Regions from separate parts of the Mus musculus genome. Here region 2 is linked to region 1. The links are chromatin contacts, called in public HiChIP or PLAC-seq maps. All regions are on one chromosome and are shown on one strand. The core of a region is the stretch at or near the end of the contact, and the rest is flanking DNA. Distances in the headings are between cores, read along the strand shown.

Region 1 (6,391 bases), core at 1,188-3,687:
TAGTAATTTTTTAAATACCTTTACGGAAAAACGCTCTCACGTGACACAGAACTACTGCTAGTATGTATTAAAGTCATTTAAGCGGCCGAGTGTGGTGGCACATGCATCTAATCTTAGCACTCTGAAAGCACAGGCAGGTGGGTCTATGAGTTTGGTCTACGAATCCAGCTTCAGGCCAGCCAAGGCTACATACTGAGACCCTGTGTCAAACAAACAAGGCTTTTGAGGGCCCACAAGATGTCACTGGTAAAGGCACCTGCCACAAAGCTTGATGGCCTGAGTTTGATCCTCAGAACCTACATGGTCAAAGAAGAGACCCAGTTCCTCCAAGTTACCCTCTGTGTCCACACATGTCACTGTTTCATGAGTCTTCCCTAGCACTCTGCTGGATCTTTCCAATTTTTTTGTTTTTGTTTTTGTTTTTAGAAAATTAATCTGAAAAATATTGGAGTAAGAAAAGAACATAGTTTGGCTGAACATTTTGTGTGTGTGTGTGTGTGTGTGTGTGTGTGTGTGTGTGTGTGTCTGCAAATTTGAGCTCTAGAAAAAAATCACACGGCCTCTAACTTGGACCCCACATTAAGGAGACTGAAGGTTTCACTTCCGAGTTTACTTTCTGTTACTGAGAACTGAGAACAGAGAGAAGTGGTTTGTTGTTCACGATTAAAAAAAAATAAAGTCTTCCTTGCGAAAGGGTGTCACTGTGTAGCCCAGGTTGGCTTTGAACTCACAATTCTCTTGTCTTAGCTTCCCAAGTATTGGGGTTAGTATCTCCAGATGGGAGCTGTGCTTCTTTTACTCAATACTCAGTTTCTACAGCTCTGGGAAACCTTTCTGAACACAAGCCCCAAGAGTCTTATCTTCCTGCCCAGGAAGGTTCCAGTGCCGTTGAGTATAACATCTAGAAGGAATTACAAAGAATCCAGAGAGTTCTGGAAGCGGGTTCACAGGCCAGCTCAAAGGCTGCTCCAGAGCTTTCCCCCCCGTTTCTGCCCTACAACTTCCAACGCGCGCGTGCACATGCAGCCCCCCCATCCGACCTTTCCAGGGTCCTCCGGATGCTCATGCCGCCGAGCATCCCTGGAGTCATGCGCAGTTGGCAACAAGCCTTTCCGAGGGTCTATACTCCTCTCGGGAGCCCACTAGCCAACAGTGCCGCGGAAGGAAGCACATGCCATTTCGCACTTACTGAGGTACTGCTTGCTACCGTTCTTATGCCGCTTCATTTATGTGGGCTTCAGCTCCCAAGTCAAATTACAAGCTGCTTGAGGATAAGGGTCGTGCCGTTTACCTCTTGTGATGCCCCCCACAAGGTCCAGAACAGCGCCCAGCACACACCAGGTGCTCAAGAAATGGTAGTTGATGGTGATACTCATGGCTGGAAGTCAGAGGGTGACTGAATCTCCATAGGTGGGTCCACCATCTTCAGCCACTACTGAGAGAGTGCCAAGGTATGTGATATGTCACTCCCCTCCCACACTACTCTAATCCCTGAACTTGCAGCGTTCTGGGGAGGATACTTCATTTCCCAGTACAAGAAGCCATGCTCAGTCTCAAGATACCCTCCCATTAGGTAGTGTTTTTTCCCCCTCAGGATGGAATACTCCCAGAAATCTGAACACAGTCCTTACATACTTCACATAATAAAGTGACTCTGACGAGCCACCAGGAGACCTCTGTGCTGAGAGAGTCAGTGTTTCTCCATTTGTTTTGGGCTTGGGAATGAGCAGGATATACATTAACACCCACGAAGGCTTGACAAGAAGTCAATGGGATTACTCATAGGCACTAGGCGTTCATACCTACCATGCTCTTACCTCGATCAGGGATAAAGACTAAGAAACAAACACCCTTTAAACCCACAACACTGGGTCCTACTGCATCTCAGCATGAGATGAACCCAAAGTTTGCACCCAGGCAAAACTGGCCACTCTCCTATTTCTCACCCAGTGTGTGGAATGCTTTTCTAAAATGTGTGTGACAGATTGCCTTGGTCCCATTCCTGTGCCCCTCTAGAGGGTTTTCCTCTTCGGTAGTTAGAAGGCTCTAAGTGATGACACCGTGTCTTAATGATCTCTGACACTCAAACTCACGCCCTCTCCGTCTAAGGCAAGTCGTGGGACCTCAGTGGAGACTCGTGGGACTAAGGAACATCAGAAACTCCTAGCTCCCCTAAGCTGCGACCAGGTTGAAAGGAGCATCTCCAGGGGTGTCTCCGATTTTTTTTTTTTTTTCACAAATAAAAGAACCAAAGGAGTTAGGAACCCAGCCACTGACAGCAGCTGGGAGGATATCCCCACCAGGTTTCCCTTTTACCTAACGCCACCGGCTCGTGACCACTGCTCACCTCGCGGGGCAGTGGCGCTCGGGTAGAGCGACCGCTAGAACTGCAGCAACTTGAGGGAGCTCTGTTCGCAACCAGGACAGCTAGCCGACTGGCTGTGTACACAGTCGCCATGGCAACAGGAAGCCTGCAGGGATTACGGAAGTAGTGTAGGGTGGTGGCGGAATTTAAGCCCACATTTCTCCGTTAAAGATACAGGGAAAGTCAGAGCTGAACAAAGAAGACAGAGATGGAGTCAATTAACCTGGAAGGCTTAGAGTAGCTGTATATGCGAAGCCTGAGTTTGAGTTACGGGGGGAAAAAGGCTATGTATAAACCAGGAAGCGGGGCAGCGAGACTTCCGGTGTCGAGGACTTTGTGGGTACGGTGGCCGCGCAGGCCAGTGAGATTCCGGCTTCGCGTTCTGGGCAGCCTTCAGCGTGAGCCCTTGCCCCGCCCTGGTTAGTGTGAAGCCTGCTGGCCAGGCCTGCGCAGTTGCGGCGGCCGGGGAAGATGGTGGAGGACGGCGCGGAGGAGCTGGAGGACTTGGTGCATTTCTCCGTGTCGGAGTTGCCTAGTCGCGGCTACGGCGTCATGGAGGAGATCCGGCGGCAGGGCAAGCTATGCGACGTGACGCTAAAGGTACCATGGTCTGGGCGGTGGCTGGCTGAGGGGAAAGGGACTGAGCGGGAAGAAAAGGGTGGTGGACAGGGGAAGAGTGGTCCAGCCGACTGTGGGTGGAGAAAGGTTAGAGGGGAACAGAGTAGTAGAGAGCGGTGCCAAGCGCAGAGGGGGAAATGAGGCCAAGTTGGGAGAGTAAAGGGGACAGCCGTTCAGCCATTGGAAGGAAAGATTGAGAGGTGTGCCTCTGACGCCCTAAGAGCAGGAGACATTGGGGTATCCGCCTCCTTTTCTGTCATACAGAAAAGAGAAAATGTTCTTACAGGCAGACCATGGAGGAAGGGGCGGTGGCTGACTCCACATTCCGATGGGTACCACTAAGACATCCTATCTTGTCCTAAAGTCATTTCTTTGGGCTCCTTGAAGTTGGCTGTGCTGTTGTAAATGCTAAGCCTTCTCTTCAGGAGTCATTGCTTGCCCTTGGCGCTTTTAGAATCGGATCTGGAAATCTTTTGATGTGGGCTACTCTCTTCCATGCTGGAAAACAATCTACTGTCACCACCTTAAAAGGTCCTGGAGGCCAGGCTAAAGGACTGTTTGGGGAGAGGGATATTTTTGCCACCTGTTCCCATCCAGCATTCTGGTCTGGTGTCAAGGGCCAGTGCCCCCTGTGCTTTGAGTCGTGCAGGGCTGCACCTTGGTGCCCTGCTGAGCCAGGTAGATCCCTCCAGGTGGGGATACTGCCTGCCTGTGGTTTTTCCTGTTGGACCTTGCCTGGAAGGCTCTTACTGTCTCGGTGTGACACTCCCTCTTCCTGTTTCAAAACAACAGAAAGACACAGACACCTCTTAGACTTTATCTTCTACTGAGTTAAGGAAGCATTGCTTCTCCATGTATTCGAGTCAGACTGGTAGGAATGAATAGGGTGGCTCCTGGGCAGTGGTGGAGCACTCTTTTAATCCCAGCACTTGGGAGGCAGAGGCAAGCAGACCTCATGACCAGCCTGGTCTACAGAGTGAGTTCTAGGACAGCCAGGTCTATGAGAAACCCTGTCTCAAAAAAAAAAAAAAAAAAAAAAAAAGTTGAATGGTTAATGGTTTGGCACTTTAAAAAGCAAAACAAACTGAGGGTGGCTTTGGAGAAAGAACACACTAGCTGTAACCATGGGCACATTACTTAATCTCTTTAAGTTTAAATTTCGAAATGTGAAAATAATTTTTGTTCTTTGTTTTTGGTTTTTCAAGTCAGGATGTGAGCCATCACCACTCAGTTTAAAGATGATTCTTTTTTGTTTGTTTGTGGGGTTTTTTTTTTGTGTTTAATGTTTGTTTGTTTGTTTGTTTGTTTGAGACAGGGTTTCTCTGTGTAGCCCTGGCTGTCCTGGAACTCACTTTGTAGACCAGGCTGGCCTGGAACTAAGAAATCTGCCTACTTCTGCTTCCCAAGTGCTGGGATCAAAGGTGTGCGCCACCATTGTCCGGCTTAAAGACGATTCTTAAATCTCACCATTAGTGAGGATTAGATATTTGGTATTCTTTGTATAGCACCTATGTTAACTTTTTCATCAATCCTGAAAGAAATGGATCTCTAATTAGAGTAGTGAAATGGTCTGAGAAGGGGCAGATCGTCTCAGATAAGATAGGGAAACCAAGAGGATTAAGAAAAAATAAGATGGATTAGAGGAGGCAGAAGATGGCAAGGCCAGTAGAGATTTGGAAGCAGACTGATTTAACTGTGGCACCGACCTTTGGGATGTAGAGGCTGCTGAAAGGCAGTAATAAGAAAGAAGTTTTTCGCTAGGATTTAGGCTGTGTGCTGGTGACAAGCTGAGTGGGGAAAGGGACTCGCTGCCAAGCCTGATGACTTGAGTTGCATCCCTGGGACCCACATAGTGGAAGTGAGAACTGACCCCTGAAAATGGCCCTCTGCCCTCCGTAGGTGTGCTGTGGCACCTGCACGCTCTCTCTCTCTCTCTCTCTCTCTCTCTCTCTCTCTCTCTCTCTCTCTCTCTTTCTCTCTCTCACACACACACAAAGAGACGGCAGAAAAAGAAAAGTGTTTGTTTTTAAAGATTCGGGCTGTAAGAGGTGAGCCAGTAAGGAAAGCTGTGTGGTAGATAGATGGAGTGTGGTCACAGATACTTACTTCCCTAAAGCCATACATTTGCCTCTGCGTTCAACATAAATGCTGAATCTACCAAACTTACAGCAGAAATTGCTTGTATGATTTTTTTTTTCCCCACGAAAATCTTTTCCATTCAGGCAAAGGAACAATTGTATCATTCAAACGTCTTTCCGACTGAGAGTGCAAGTCTCAGTTACTTTGCTTGTGTCAGGTCAGAGTCATAAGGACCTGTGTAAAAGCATAGACCGGAGCTAGACTGTAGACAACATTTATTTCACTGGTTCCAAAACCCCCTTCTATAGAGCCTCAGGAGAATTCTGGTGCTAGGAGCCATCGAAAGGCCTAGTACACCAATGCTACAGTCACTACTCACAAGAGCTTCTCTGCAAAATCTGTCTTGGTTTCTCATAATTTACTCTTTTCTCCACCTTCCCATGAGTCCAGACTGTTTTTCAAATAAGCAGATTCTAAAGAATTGGTTAGCGGTTTAATAACTAGCTCCCCCCCACCCCACCCCACCCCAATTAGAGTAGTTGTTTGCAAACTTCAGCAGATATGAGACTCACCTGGTGGCCTTGTTCGTATCGCTCACCCTGGGATTTCTGATTCATAGGTCTGGCATGAGCCCCGTCGAGTTCACCAGTGATGCTGTCTTCCTCTAGGACTGCATTGTGAGAACCATAGCTATAAAATAAAGGACTTGTCCTCTCAGGATGTATTCAGAGTCAATGAATCTCCTTTGAGGTCAGTAATGCGCTAGTTCCCCAAGCCGGGAGTCAGGGAGCTCAACCTGTTGAGAAGGTAACCACCTGTTTTTTGTTAGGGCAGTGACAGCAGTTGCTTGCCTGGTAGAGAGGACGAGTATTGCCTGTTCTGGGCCCCTCCTGGTGACACACACACAGAGGAGTGGAGTGTTGCTGGTGCTTGGAGTTGGAGGTGGTTCTGCAGGTGCTGACCTCTGGAATGCTCAGAATTCTCCATTGAAGTCAGACATAACTTGTCTGCTTTTCATCTTGTACGCATTTGCTGGCGTTTGTAATCTCTCTGTGCTGGGTTTTTCTTGGGAATGTTGCTGATCTTATGATCTGAGAGGCAATATGGCACAGGCTCTGCCTGGATCTGAATCCTGGCTCTGCCACTTCATAGCTGACAAAACTTAAATTCCTTAAATGCTAGTGAGTCAGTCTATTCCTCTGTGAATGGACATCATTACCCACCTGACTGCTAAGGATTCAATTAGTTAATTAGCTTCAAACTTCATGTAATAAATGCTCAATGAATAGTAGGTATCTGTGTTTTATTGTTTGTTTACTTATTTATTTA
Region 2 (6,391 bases), core at 1,963-4,462, 210 kb before region 1:
TCTGAGTCCCAGGGATCGAATTCAAGTAAATAATCAGGCTGGTGGCACAACTGACTTTTCCCCACGGAGCAGTTTGCTGGCCCACGTCTGGCTTTTTACATGGGTGCTGTGGATTGAACTAAGGTCTCTGTGCTTGAGTAGCAAGCAATTTACTGAATGATCCCTCTCCCTACTGCTTATTTCTCCATGAGTCAAAAAACAAAACCCACCATACATTTTATCTAAATTACTTAATTTGCTGGCATAAAATAGCCTATAATAACCCCCACCCCTTTAGCACCTCTGAGACGTGTGGTGATGTAACAGATGTCAGTAACTATATCTTACCCATCCCTGCCTGTCTCCGGGGTGTGGGGTGGGGAGGGGGACAGCAGGGTCAGGAATGCTGTAGCTCAAGTGTAATTGCGGGCGCTGGGATCAGAGGCTTCTGCCACCTTGCTCTGATGGCTTCCTTCTCCTTGTTATCTAGAGCTCTACTGAGCTCTGGGGATGTCTCTACCTGAGCTCCTCATCCTTGGCATTGACTTTAACAGCAGCACGGCTCCTCAGCGCCCCTCCTGGAAGGCGCCTTCACTAGCCTGAGCACTGGTACCCTGTCCACATGGCTGTCTGAATGCAGAGCCACCACCTGGGCTTCAATCCTCAACCAGACACACAGAAGAGAGGAAAGGAGAGGGAAAACCACTGCACTTTCTCTTGCTGACCCTTTTCCCAGGTTACTAAGACAGAGCCAATCTCTGCACCCCCAGCTCCTTGGGTTTGCTCTGTCTGTCTTGAACTCACGGATGAAGGAAAAAAAGGCTACACTTCGAGGATCCCCAGTGCACTCAAAGGAACATAGCTGGTGAGGAGGCTTTGCTGGGTTTTGCACATCTGGGAAACTGGCAATCAGAGAGGGAGGCAGCCCCTCAACTCAATTCGAGATGTCGCATGGGCAGAATACCAAATGGTTAAAGAGAGCATTCCTGGAAGCAGTGACTGCTTGGCTAAATGCAGCATGACCTATAGGGCAGACTCACACGGCTGGCCCTGCTGGAGCCTAAGAAGGTCAGGAAGGGGTGACAGGTCTTCCTCTAGTGCTGCCTACACTGACAGCTCTGTGGGAAGAGGACACCAGAGTCAGGTGAGATCTCTGCTCCCAGCCTGGACTTGCCCCAACCTGCTGCTACTTGTGGGTATGGGTTTGAAGGGTGATTAAGGTTAAAGGAAGTGTGCCCAGGGCCAAGTGCCCCAAAGATGAAGGATCTAAATTGAGTGGTCAGGGAATAAGGTCGTCTCTCATCCTGAGATGTCCCACGAACTCAGCTTTTTGAAGCCTGGGGCTTTTACTTCCAGGAGGGAGTTAAGGGATGGTTAGGAGAGAGGCATGCCAGCTGCTGATGGGAAGTCTTGTCACCCTTAAACTATCCCGAGGAAGCTGGAGACCCAGCAAGAGCTGACAGTATGGATCACTTCTCAATGCACAGACAGCCAGCCCACATTTCCATAGGAGTGGGCCCTCTGTGTATCAATCAAGAAAAACAAGGTCTTGAGCCAGGAAAATGGCTTAGTGGGTAAAGGTGCTTATGGGCAAGCCTGGTGTCCTGAGTTTAATGTTTGGTGGAAGGAAGGAACAAGTCCCTGCAAGGTGCCCTCCGGCCTCCACATACACGTAGTAGCATGCACATACCAAGCCCCCACCCCACCCCAAAAAAAGTAAATTCTGAAAGACATTAAAAAACAAGGCTTCAAAATCCTTCCCTTCCCATGCAAACGACCCTTAAACTCCCCAACCCCCACTCCACCCCACCCCGCACCATGTAGTTCCCTAAGAGGACAGTGGTTCTAACGCAAAGTCAATGTCACAGGAAAGAAAAAGAGTGACAGATGGCCATGCAGTGCCCAAGGCAGGGGCAGGAAGAAGCTGGCAATGCTGGGGCAAGCCTGGTAGGTCTCACAACAGGACCCTGCTGCCTGTCCTTAGAGCCAGGGCCACCTCATGCTGGGGTGGAGGAACTTCCTGTTGGGTGCGGTGGCCCCTGGGAGCTGGGTTACAAGGGCATTTAGTAGGGAAGGGCAGCCACTGGTGTCTGACTCACCCTGAAGATGGAATGATAAGCTCTGGATGGAACAACACTGTGCTTGGGACCAGAAACTGCGGGCTCTTTACTGCCCAGAGGCTGGGGGAGACAAGACGGTGATCACAACAGACGCTGACTTCTCTAGGCACTGGACTGTCTGTTGTGCTTCCCTCTCTGGGTCTCCAAATGCAAATCCTAGCTGCTTCGAGGACCCTGTCTGAGGGTCCACTCTGACAATAGCAACAGCCTGTGCGTTCTTGGGAAGACACCTGTCTTGCTAGTCTATACCCTCAGGCCCGACACCTGCTCCGCATAGAGTGTGCGCTCCAGCTGACAACCCAGTGGGAAACCAGGCTGCGCTGACTGTGTGGCCCTGGGCAAGTCTGGCTGTGGTTTCCTCATCTCTGAGAACAAGGACAATCATGGTGACATCATCAAAGTATTACAAGACGGAAATGATGGGGGCGGAAGGGAAAACCTGCAGCTTGGGTGGGCAGGTAGCTCCCAGAAGAGCAAGGAGGAGAGGACTGTAGATTGGGCACAGGGCTGCAGTCCTAACAGCTGGCACCTACAGAGGTCACAGGGGGCTTTCATTCCCATGGGTCTTCTGTGATGCTCTCAGCAAACCTCTGAACAGAAGAACACTGTATGTCCTAATGCCTGCTTCATCAAGGGCATGAGACAATGTTAGGGCATGTTAGACGATGCCTTCGAAGGGATGGGGAGGTGGCTCAGCAGAGAAGAGCGCTGGCTGTTCTTCAAGAGGACGTCAGTTCAATTCCCTGCACCCACAGGGTAGCTCAAAACCACTTAAAACTACACGTCTAGGGGATCAGACACCTTCTGGCCTCCATGTGGGTACCAGCCATAGGCATGGGTCTTCTGGTCCTCACTCAGAGCTCACAAAGTGTGACATGGCAGGCTGGGGACCACCAGGCCAGAAGTAGGTCACAGCAGGAGCCACAGCTCTCCTGTGGGTACAGCTAGTCTATAGAGGCCTGTGGACAGAGAAAGAGAAAGAAAAAAACAAAGTGCCTGGCTGGCAGCTGGCAAAGCAGCAAGGAAGCCGGAGATAAGGCCCAGAATAGGAGCTGGAATTAGGTCTGAAGTCAGGCAGGACAGGCTGCAGAGAGACTGGGAGGAGGCAGCGAGGCTGAGACTCTGGTAGTGACTCACCGGGGAAAAGAAGGTGCCTTGGACAAAGGAGGTGGCAGTGCTATGGGGACAAAGAGAAAGGGTGTGGCAGCTTTCTTGCAGACTAGAGCTGAGGCTTGAGATGTGTACAGAGGCTGTGAGGGGTCCATGCTGGCCAAAATACCCTCAGCGATAGGAAAGAGGGCTCCTGGTTGCAGAAGAAAGGCAGGACTAGCCCCACTGTCCACTGAGACCGGGCAGCAGCATGCCAGGCTGATGCAGCTTCTGCCGCATCCCATGGCTTTGAGCCTGGGATCACTGATATCCTATGTGTGGTAGAGGAACATAGGGCACTGGCCTCAGGCCAAGTCAGCTCTTGTTCTTTCCAGAAGTACAACTGGGCATCCTGCCACAAGTGCAAGGGAGGCAGCAGGTAACTCCTCCCTCCCACATATTTCCTTTATAAGTCCACAGACATTGGCCAGATCCCTGATGCTAGGAATTGCATGCATTGCAAGCTGGGAGCTAAGGAGAAAAAGCATTAGCACACACTGAGAATTCAAGTGTGACGGGGATCCTTACCCCAGGTACCTGGTCAGACTCGAGGGGCAACGCCCCCCCCCCCCCCACACACACACACACATACCAGGTTTGAGAGGGTACAGCTTTCTGGAGAAAAGCCCAGAATGCTTTTGGATTCTTAGAGGGCAAGGTTGGAAGGGGGCAATGGCACACAGACCCAGAACAAGGAAGGGATGGTATTGACAGCATGACAAGAGGCAGTGGCTCTCTAGGTGGCTGGGGAGAGTCTCTAAAGTACACCTCCCTTGTCCTGCCTGTTAAAGAATGAATGGGAGGGGCAGGGGGCAGAGGGAGGGCAGAACAGGGAACAACTGGTACAGATGGGTGAGCACACGTCCTTTCCAGTGCCCAGGACTTCACCCTCCCCAGCAGCAGCAGGAAATAACCAACTGGAAGGTTAGGCAGAGGGCACAGCACAAACCACAGCCCCCTTTCCCTTTCCAGGGAGCCAGACTAGACCATTTCACCTGGGCAGCCCAGAACTGAGGCTCTGAACTCCCAAACTCCTGACGGGCTTCTCCTTACAGGAAGCCCTGAGGCATACAGGAAGCCTACACCTCAGGCTTGGACTGAGGTGAGGACAAGGAAAACCTTATACCAATCCGCACCCATGTTGGGGTTGCAAGCAAACTGCAGGACCCTTTTTGGGACAGGTGGCCCTGGCGGTACTTCAGCAGGGACACTTGAGGCTTAAGTAAGGGGACCAGGTCCACTGTCCCATGCACACCTTCTGCTCCATGATGCCTACTATGGGAATGCTTACTGGAATCCTGGCCAAGGTTCAAATCCTGCTGCCCAACAGTGATGGGCCAGGCTCATACCTGACTCTTGTGCTATTTTTCCTAGGGAGTCACCACCACCCACCCAGCACCTTGGTTCAATAAAACTCAAGAGAGCGGCCGGGCATGGTGGCACATGCCTTTAATCCCAGCACTTGGGAGGCAGAGGCAGGTGGATTTCTGAATTCGAGGCCAGCCTGGTCTACAAAGTGAGTTCCAGGACAGCCAGGGCTATACAGAGAAACCTTGTCTTGAAAAAAACCAAAAAAAAAAAAAAAAAAAAAAAAAAAAAAAAAAAAAAAAAAAAAACCAAAACAAACAAAAAAAACTCAAGAGAGCTGACAGCCAGTTGAATTACTGGAAGCACAACAGACTCTACCAACTGAGCCACATCCCAGCTCAATCTTGCCTACTTTTGGAGAGAACAGGAGAGATAAAATGTAAGTAGGGTCAATAAAACAAAAGAGCATCAATCACACTAGGGTCCCAATGACTAGGTGAGCTCTTTCGGGAGTTGGACGCAAACATTCACTTCTGTCCTGCTTTTCCCACTTGTGAGTGATAACATTATATAAGCAACTTACTTAAATTGAGTAATACTGATATTACTGAACAAGATCAAGTTTATCCAATTAACCACTGCAAACATTTTATAAGGTCAGCATTCCTTCCTGTTTTCGTAGATGAGCAAATCAGAGGCACAGCGTAATTAAGTAACTCATCCAGAGTCACACGGCCTGGGGCTGACAGAACCCCAGTGGGGGAGGGGGAAGGGTGGCCTTCAAGCTGCTCCTCTCTGAATGCCTGCTCCTTGCTCTGGTCCAATTCTTGCCCTGACATGGCACACAGCTAGTCTCAGTCAGTCTGTCTGTCTCTCTCTCTCCCTGACTGACCTGGAGCTCTAGATACAGACTACAAATGGCCTTGAACTCACAGATGCCAAGCATGTCTGGCCTCTCTGTTAGACTCTAAAGCACTTTTACGACACACCACGGGGTTGAAAGGGCTTCTGATACCATTCTAGAGTCATATAAGCCAACTGTCAAAAGCCCCAAACACAACCATTTCTGGGCCAGAAACTCCAGTTCAGAAAGTCGAAGCAACCAGAACAATTCAGGCAGAGGTATTCAGAACAGCGAACAGCGCTCAGCGCTCGTCGCAAGGGATAATTGGAACTGTGATGCTGGGCATCATCTAGAGGGCCAGCTGCTCAGTGAAACAGAATGTGAGGGCACAGCTGAGTCCCACACTAACTACAGAGCCAAGGTTGCTACCATGGCAACACTACACTTAGACACGGCTAAAGACTTGATGGGGTGGAGCTGCCCAGCACAACTGTGTGCAATATCTTTCCATTTTACTTCCATTGTCAAAAATTTACCAACAGCCAGGCGTGGTGGCACATGCCTTTAATTCCAGCACTCGGGAGGCAGAGGCAGGCAGATTTCTGAGTTCGAGGCCAGCCTGGTCTACAGAGTGAGTTCCAGGACAGCCAGGGCTACACAGAGAAACCCTGACTCAAAAAACCAAACAAAAAAAAAAAGAAAAAAAAATTACCAACAAACAAAAGCAACCAGCAAATCCACACTCAAGGGACTTATTGTCTTGGCCATGCTAACCCTGAACTGTTTCCGACCCTGACTGGGAAGCAGACCTCAAAAGCCTAGTCAGTGTCTTAGGACACCCCCAACCCCAGCATTGCAGGGCCCAGACAGGGCTGGCTGAGGCCGGCACACACCAGCATCCCTTTGTAATCTGACTATACACAGCAGCAGACACAACAGACACAGCAAGCCTGGTCCCCTAAATTAGTAGAGACACCTCTGTTATGCAGGG

What was found. HiChIP or PLAC-seq counts read pairs in DNA pulled down with a chosen protein or histone mark.
Region 2: an HNF4G HiChIP or PLAC-seq map of pancreatic cancer cells shows a contact between it and region 1. The contact joins the enhancer-like site here to the promoter of Kif9 in region 1. A contact is called at or near these places in 1 of 39 promoter capture datasets (cranial neural crest), 4 of 115 datasets of contacts at active chromatin or transcription factors (effector CD8 T cells, extraembryonic endoderm stem cells, pancreatic cancer cells and 1 more) and 3 of 9 other capture datasets (adipose tissue, liver and pancreatic islet).

What each region holds. Positions count from the first base shown.
Region 1 is chr9:110,473,040-110,479,430 of GRCm38.p6, reverse strand. It overlaps Kif9 (kinesin family member 9), which reads right to left and starts at 2,437. Exons shown (of 21, transcript NM_001163569.1): 1 at 2,317-2,437. It overlaps Klhl18 (kelch-like 18), which reads left to right and starts at 2,737. Exons shown (of 10, transcript NM_177771.5): 1 at 2,737-2,965. The coding sequence starts at 2,837.
Region 2 is chr9:110,681,427-110,687,817 of GRCm38.p6, reverse strand. All of the region lies in intron 1 of Ccdc12 (coiled-coil domain containing 12), which reads right to left. Among named protein-coding and RNA genes, the nearest start is that of Gm35715, 9.4 kb to the right of the region's middle. Within about 2 kb of position 3,212, at least 231 of the 459 cell types and tissues checked have an H3K27ac peak or open chromatin away from gene starts, as enhancers often do. A contact at or near this core is called in adipose tissue, extraembryonic endoderm stem cells, pancreatic cancer cells and 1 more, where this site is marked.